Linked DNA regions of Zea mays: region 2 is linked to region 1. A link is a contact called in public Hi-C data. All regions are on one chromosome and are shown on one strand. Each heading gives the region's core, a stretch centred on a gene start, on an enhancer-like site or on the middle of the called end of the contact. The rest is flanking DNA. Distances are from core to core; before and after follow the strand shown.

Region 1 (3,801 bases), core at 354-2,853:
AGAATAAGAATGGGAATAGAGAAGGCAATCCAAGCAACAAGAGTGCAAATGAACATAAAAGCTCTCTCTCTCTCTCAAGTCACTAAGTGGTTGAGTTGATTTTGGGACTTGGAGAGGATTTGATCTTTTGGAATGTGTCTTGGAGTGAATGCCATTGCTCTTGTATTGAATGAGAACATCTGAAAACTTAGATGCCAATGAATGAGGTGGTTGGGGGTATTTATAGCCTCCAACCACTTCCTAGTCGTTGGCAGAGTCTGCTGGCGATAGGCACACCGGACAGTCCGATGGCGCATCAGACAGGTACTGTTCACTGTCCGGTGCACGCCACTTCAGCACGCCCGTTGAGGTTTGGAGCGAATTGACCGTTGGAGCCGTTGTCCTATAGCTGCACCGGACATGTCCGGTGACCTCTGACTTTGCTGCTCTGACTCTGCCGCGCACTGTTCATGTTACTGTTTGCTTTTGTAGACGACCGTTGAGCTAGTTAGCCGTTGCTCCGCTAGCTCACCGAACAGTCCGATGAATTATAGCGGAGCGCGCTGTGTCCTGTGCGCCACTTGGCAGCACACTCTCATGTCTTGCTCCAAATTTTGTTTGTGTCCCCAACTGAATTTCTTTCTTGTTTTGAGTTGAACCTTATGCACCTGAGATAAATGACATCTAGACAATCTAGTTAGTCCATATGGTTTGTGATGGACGTCAACCATCAAAATCGATTATAGGAAATGATTAGGTCCATTTCCCTTTCAGGACTCACATGCAAAATTCTTTAATCGAATGGACACGGGCCTGCTATAGCCACCCGATCTGAAGCGAACGACTCAGATTAGATCTATTATAAAACGAACTGGTACGCAACGCCGACCCCTCGATCCGAAATCTACGATTCAGATTTTTAATTACCCCAGAGTTGTCCCATCCACCCGATCAGATCTCAATGGCTCCGATCCTCTTGCCCGAATTGGTACAACAGGATCGAATCCCGGTCGTTGCTAAACAGATCCACGACCCTGCGCATCTCTCTACCTCCTACTAGGCACGACGGCGACGCCACCAGCACCCAATGGCGGAGCACCCGCCAGAGTGACTCCTGATCGGTCCTCCAAGCATGAGAGTTACTAGTGAATAGTGCAATGTGAAGAGGACGACATGACGAATTGAGTGAGGTAGTCATACTGAGATCTTGGTGCGGAAACACCCCCAACAATGGAGTGGTGCGGATCGCCGCCTGCTCGACGCCGGTGAGAAATTCCGGGGTCTCTAGCCACCAATCACGCGCGCCGAGGCCACCGGCACCCCTCCAGTGATCTGGCGAAACCTCTAGGCATGACACCGAGGTTGCGACAACGATGAGGACTCGGTTTACCATGCCGACTCCCTTTCCTCACCTGCGGCGGCACTTCTCTACGGTGGCGGCTCGGTGTTTTGATAGAGATGGTTCAGGGTTGCGGCGGGGTTCAAACTTATGGAGGGCTAGGGGCACTGGCCTCCCTCGGTTGATCAGCTGGCGCACGGGCCAGTCATCATGCCGCGGCGAGAAGTTCGGCACGAGCGCAACAACCTAGAGGGGAGGACCCAGTCTGACGCGTGGGGCTCGCTAGCCGATGGGTGACAAGCCACGACACGCGCGTGTTGGAGAGTTGACGAATGGGTCCCACTCCACAGTGACCTGGTTCGCGTACGTGAGCGAGCTAAGGGCACAACGGCTGCCCGGTGGGGTCACCCTGGCGGCGTCTGAGAGCCCCGGAGTGCACGTGCGCGTGAGGCGGACAGGCTGGGCGCACTCGTTGGCGTGCGTGATTCTCAGCTGGGCCGCGCAGGAGGAATGGGGAATGGATGGGCTGGCCGAGAAGGAAACGGCCAATGCGCTGGTAAATTCCTTCTTTCCTTTTCATTTATAATTTCTGTTTGGTTTTTTTCCACTTAAATTCATAATTTGAATTCAAATTTTGTTGTGAGTTGCACACCTAGATTAAATGCACAAATAGAAATACCAACATCAGGAATTGTTTTCATTATACTACATATTTTTTATAGTTTATATTTGTCGGGGACCATAATTAGGGGTACCCTCAAGACGCCTAATTCTCATCTGGTAACCCCCATCAGCATAAAGCTGCAGAGGCCTGATGGGTGCGATTAAGTCGGGGATCAGTCCATACGAGCTACTCGATCACGCCTCACCCGAGCCTAGCCTCGGGCAAGGGCAGCCGACCCCGATGGGTTTCCGTCTCGCCCGAGACCCCCCTTTAACGGCGGACACATCTCCGGCTCGCCCGAGGCCTTGCCTTCGCTAAGAAGCAACCCTGACTAAATCGCCGCGCCGACCGACCGAGTCGCAGGAGCATTTAACGCAAAGGTAGCCTGACACCTTTATCCTGACGCGCGCCCCCGGCAGAGCCGAAGTGACCGCCGTCACTTCGCCGCTCCAATGACCGATCTGACAGAAGGACAGCGCTGCCTGCGCCACTCCGACTGCAGTGCCACTTGACAGAGTGAGACTGACAGGCAGTCAGGCCTTGCCAAAGGCGCCATAGGAAACTCCGCTCCGCCCGACCCAGGGCTCGGACTCGGGCTAAGCCCCGGAAGACGGCGAACTCCGCTCCGCCCGACCCAGGGCTCGGACTCGGGCTAAGCCCCGGAAGACGGCGAACTCCGCTCCACCCGACCCAGGGCTCGGACTCGGGCTAAGCCCCGGAAGACGGCGAACTCCGCTCCGCCCGACCCAGGGCTCGGACTCGGGCTAAGCCCCGGAAGACGGCGAACTCCGCTCCACCCGACCCAGGGCTCGGACTCGGGCTAAGCCCCGGAAGACGGTGAACTCCGCTCCGCCCGACCCAGGGCTCGGACTCGGGCTAAGCCCCGGAAGACGGTGAACTCCGCTCCGCCCGACCCAGGGCTCGGACTCGGGCTAAGCCCCGGAAGACGGCGAACTCCGCTCCGCCCGACCCAGGGCTCAGACTTGGGCTCAGCCCCAGAAGACGACGAACTCCGCTCCACCCGACCCAGGGCTCGGACTCGGGCTCAGCCCCAGAAGGCGACGAACTCCGCTTCGCCCGACCCCAGGGCTCGGACTCCGCCCCGGCCTCTGCCGAACGACCTCCTCCTCGCCCGACCCAGGGGCTCGGGCTCGGCCTCGGCCACGGAAGACAGACTCAACCCCGGCTTCGGAGGAGCCCCCACGTCGCCCGACCTCGGGCGCGGGCCCGCCACGTCAACAGGAAGCGCCATCATCACCCTACCCCGAGCTGACTCGGGCCGCAGAGAACAAGACCGGTGTCCCATCTGGCTAGCTCCGCCAGATAGGCAATGATGGCGCCCCACGTGCCCTGTGACGACGGCGGCTCTCAGCTCTCTTACGGAAGCAGGAGGACGTCAGCAAGGACTCGACCGCTCCGACAGCTGTCCCTCCGCCAGGCTCCGTTGCTCCTCCGACGGCCACGACATCACACCGACTGGGTGCCAAGATCTCTCCGGCTGCCACATCGGCATGTACTTAGGGCGCTAGCTCTCCCCCGCTAGACACGTAGCACTCTGCTACACCCCCATTGTACACCTGGATCCTCTCCTTACGCCTATAAAAGGAAGGACCAGGGCCTTCTTAGAGGAGGTTGGCCGCGCGGGGACGAGGACGGGACAGGCGCTCTCTTGGGGCCGCTCGCTTCCCTCACCCGCGTGGACGCTTGTAACCCCCTACTGCAAGCGCACCCGACCTGGGCACGGGACGAACACGAAGGCCGCGGGATTTCCACCTCTCTCACGCCCGTCTCCGGCCACCTCGCTTCCCCCCTTCGCGCT
Region 2 (3,846 bases), core at 117-2,616, 160 kb after region 1:
TCTTTAGCCTGTCACCGGGACAGCGATCAGCAGATGCAGCCGATGGAACGTACTGCAGTGACGAGCGATCCAAGTGTTCAGTTCGTCGCAAAAGGGTAGAGCATTGCATACCTTGTCGACCGGGACGTTGTCGAAAACATTCACCGAGCCGTTGTAGAATATCGTGAGCTGCGTCGAGGCCTGGTTCCGTGGGTTCCTAACAAGGAGGAAGGTCGATCAACCGTCGATCAACATGTCGACAGGGAGGGAGGGAAGGAACTGCCGATCGATACCTCGCCCCGTACACGCCGGCCGTAGAGCCGCCAAACCCGTTGTTGCTCATGGTGAAAGGCTGCTGCTGGTTGTGGAAGCTCTGCGACACTGATGACCTGACCATCAGGTTGGCCTGATGGAACGGCACAGGGTGGCGCACCGACACCGGCTGCACTAGCCTGCATCCACCACCACCACCACCAGGGAGACGATGCGGTGCCGCCGCGCCGTAATCCGCCACCTGCGAGCGCTGCCTGTGCGCCGCTGCAGGGTACTGCTGCTGTGCCGTGGCCTGGCTGCTGTTGTGGCCAAACTGCCTCTGCAGAGACAAGTGAACAGCTGAGACTACCGAGCGTTGAGCCCCTATCCAGCACCTCGGGTGAGTAGCAGTAGCTTATTACCTGCTGCTGGTAGATCGAAAGCATGGAGCTCTGCTTCTTGATGCCGTCGAAGGCGTCTCCGGCCGGCCGGAGCTCGGAGACCGAGAACGCCTCAGAGCCCTCGCCCGTCGCCTCCGTCCTGAACGACATGAACGCCGGCGCGACGCCGGACCTCGCCGCAAACTGCCACCGCGTCGCCGCCGGGCTGTCTGCAGCACAGAAACCTATCTCTCAGAAATTCACACTGCGGAGGCGGAGCGGAGCAGGCCAAATCTGACGCGCGGGCACCAGCGGCCACGAGACGACGAGAGGAAATAAAATCTCTCTGACTTGTCGAATGACTAATAATTTCCATGCTCGCGGCAAGCAAACCGCGGTGGATCAGGCGGTAGACGCGCCGAGTCGCTACTGCCATACTAGTACTACGGTTAGGTAAATCACGCTTTCAGGGCATCGAGAGAGGAGCTAGCACTGACCTGGCTCCGATCGGCTCTCCTCCTTCGCCGCCTCGCCGCACTTCCACGCCCTGTCGATCGCACCCAGGAAATCCCTCTCCATGGAAGCAAAGCAACCAGCGGACGCGCCGCCCACACAAGCGACGAAATCCCTTCCGCGTCGCCTCGTCCCGTGAATCCTCTCCCTCCAGTGACGGTGCCGAGAAGAAAAAAGCAGGAGGAGAAGAAACGGCGCCTTAGCTCGGATTCCTTAACCTTTCTCTCCCCCTCTCTCTCTCACTCTCTCTAAACCACTTTCTCCTGCTTGCTTATTTATTCGCGAGATTTAAGACGGACGAGGAAGAAAGCCGCGATGATTAGCTGCTTAATTAAACCGGCTCATTAATTTACGAGATGGGATGGGGGTGCGTCGGGTGGCGGTGGGCCCCGCTACGGCGACCGGCTACCGGCTACGCAGGGTCCCCACGTGGTTACGCCACACGAGGCGCACCTCCGATGAAACCTCACGCGTCCGATGACACGTGGGATCCGCCTCGCGTGGGGCCGACACGTCGGCGGGCGCGGGAAGCGCTCGTGTGGCCGCGTGCCGCGTCTAGCAGTTTGCGCCGCCGTGGCGTGGGGGCCGCCCACGTGCGGAGGGATCCGGCACGTGTGCCTCCATCGAGCCGAGCCACACGAGCCGAATAGCCCCGCGCGCGTGCCAACGACTAACGAGGATGACGCGTGGGCCCTGTTACAAAACATTTTATACATGTGATCTAATCCATCCATCTGTCGTAGTGACAGTTATTTCCCAAGGGACACACCCTTTGGGAACTCTTGTATATATACATCAACCCCCGCAATAAAGAAGTTGGTCCCTGTCATTTGTCTCTGTCTTTTCTCTCTTTACCGCTGAGTATTGAACACGTTATCAGCACTGCTCGCGAGACCGGAGAAGAGAATAAAAATCGCTCGTTGTTTTGGAAATGAAGTTGTCGTTGGAGAAAGATGAACAGTGGAGGTCTCGACATCAAGAACAACACGAATGTACGATACCTATTTTTTTATCGCATTCGTTACCACTGCTTTATCTTCTTCGTGTCGTCGACGACACAGTGCCACCAGGGCCACAGGGCTGCGCGCTCACGCGCCTGGGCCTCTGCGCTCGCGCCGGCCGCGCCGGCCAGGCTGTGGCCACGTTGCCAGGGCCGCAGGGCTGCGCGCTCACGCGCCTGGGCCACTGCGCTCGCGTCGGCCGCGCCCGCATGCCGTCGCAAAACGTCGCTGGGAGGCTGGCCGCGCCCTGGCCGCCCACGCGCTACAGGAGGCCGCGCGAGGCCGTGCGCCGTCGGGGCCGGGCCGCCGTGCCGAGGGTGGGTCCGGCCACGCCCAGACCGCCGCGGCTGCGCTGCTGGTGCCTCCGCCCGCGCGAGCCGCGCCTCGCGCCGTCGGGCCGGGGCTGCCGCGCAAGCGCTAGTCAGGCCGCCACAGCCGCACCACAGGAGCCGACGCCCATGCGCGGGCTGGGTCGCCGTGCCCCGCGCCGCCGGGGCTGCCGGGGCCGCGCCGTCGCCGTTTGGCCGAGGTCGCGCCCGCGCTGCCAGTGGGCCGCGCCCCACGACGCCGCGTTCGCGCCTGCGCAAGGGCTGCGCTCGCATCGGGCCCGCGAGCCCGCGCAGTAGCCGCACCCACGCCGCCGGGTTGGGGCCGCGACCATGCCGCCGGGAGCCGCACCCATGCCGCCGGGTGGTGGTCGCGCCCGCTCGCGCTGGGGAGGTCACGCCCGTGCGCGCCGGGGGCCGCGCGCTGCTATGCCCGCACCGGGACCAGCGCCGTCGTGCCCGTGCCGAGGCCGGGCGACTGCTCCCGCGCTCGAACCGTGGCCGCGCACTATGGCCGGGCGGCCGCTCCCGCACCGCCATGGCTGGGACAGAGGCCACCGCGCCCAGAGAATGTCGCATGGCCGCCGCCGGTGGCTGAGGACGGCTGGAGAAAAACCTAACCGCTAGCCCTTATAGCCTTAGATGGGCCGTGATGGGCCTTTTTCCTCTATTTGGCTGAAGACGTGAGCCATTTCCATTGATTGTGCCTACGAAATTTATTATTTAAGTCTATTATTTTTCTGCAATTACAATCAGACGAACATTGTGTTCATTTAAATTACTGTTTTTCAACATTGTTTTGTATCTAAATTTAGATACTTAAACTGCTCATGAAATATGTAATTGTGCATAGTTGTCTGTTTTTAATTATGAAAAATACAGACGTATTAGTGAATTATATTTTCATTTACATTTATAATTCACATATTTTTCGACTTGCTTTGTTCTTGCATTCTTTTTATGTTTGCATGGAAAATATAGCACATTAATAAGTCGAAACTAATGGTCCTCATGCAAAATGATATTGCATTTTTGGAAAAGCATAGGGTGATGGAGTCCTAAGCAATGGCTGCACTAAATTCTTTATAGAGTTTAGTAGCCCAGAGACCGTGCTTTAGGCCGCATTTGAAATGCCTATCACTATGAGGTCTACATCTTTCGAGATGATTACCTATACGTGCTACCCAAAAAGACCACGGACCACGCAGGCGTCGCGGGCTATGGAGCCAAGCTAGACGCTGCAGTCATGCTGACTGCTAAAAGAATTCTTTTAATTAAGTTCTACTTAATTAAATGATGAATTCTTGCAAAATATGATACATATCTTGAACTTGGGATTATTCAACACATGATGGAGATCTAGGCTTTGGCTGCAATAAGTTCTTGGAATTTATT

Evidence for each region. Hi-C and Micro-C count contacts between places; a contact is called where the count stands out from the background.
Region 2: a contact with region 1 is called in a Hi-C map of endosperm, with 2.8 times the contacts expected there. The contact joins the promoter of LOC100285509 here to the promoter of LOC100502413 in region 1. A contact is called at or near these places in 2 of 25 Hi-C or Micro-C datasets (bundle sheath and endosperm).

The regions. Positions count from the first base shown.
Region 1 is chr4:83,776,908-83,780,708 of Zm-B73-REFERENCE-NAM-5.0, forward strand. It overlaps LOC100502413, which reads right to left and starts at 1,604. Exons shown (of 1, transcript NM_001196891.1): 1 at 1-1,604. The coding sequence starts at 1,372. The coding sequence ends at 938.
Region 2 is chr4:83,937,878-83,941,723 of Zm-B73-REFERENCE-NAM-5.0, forward strand. LOC100285509 reads right to left here and starts at 1,367. Exons shown (of 7, transcript NM_001158401.2): 1 at 1,109-1,367; 2 at 654-841; 3 at 273-571; 4 at 112-196; 5 at 1-8. The coding sequence starts at 1,190.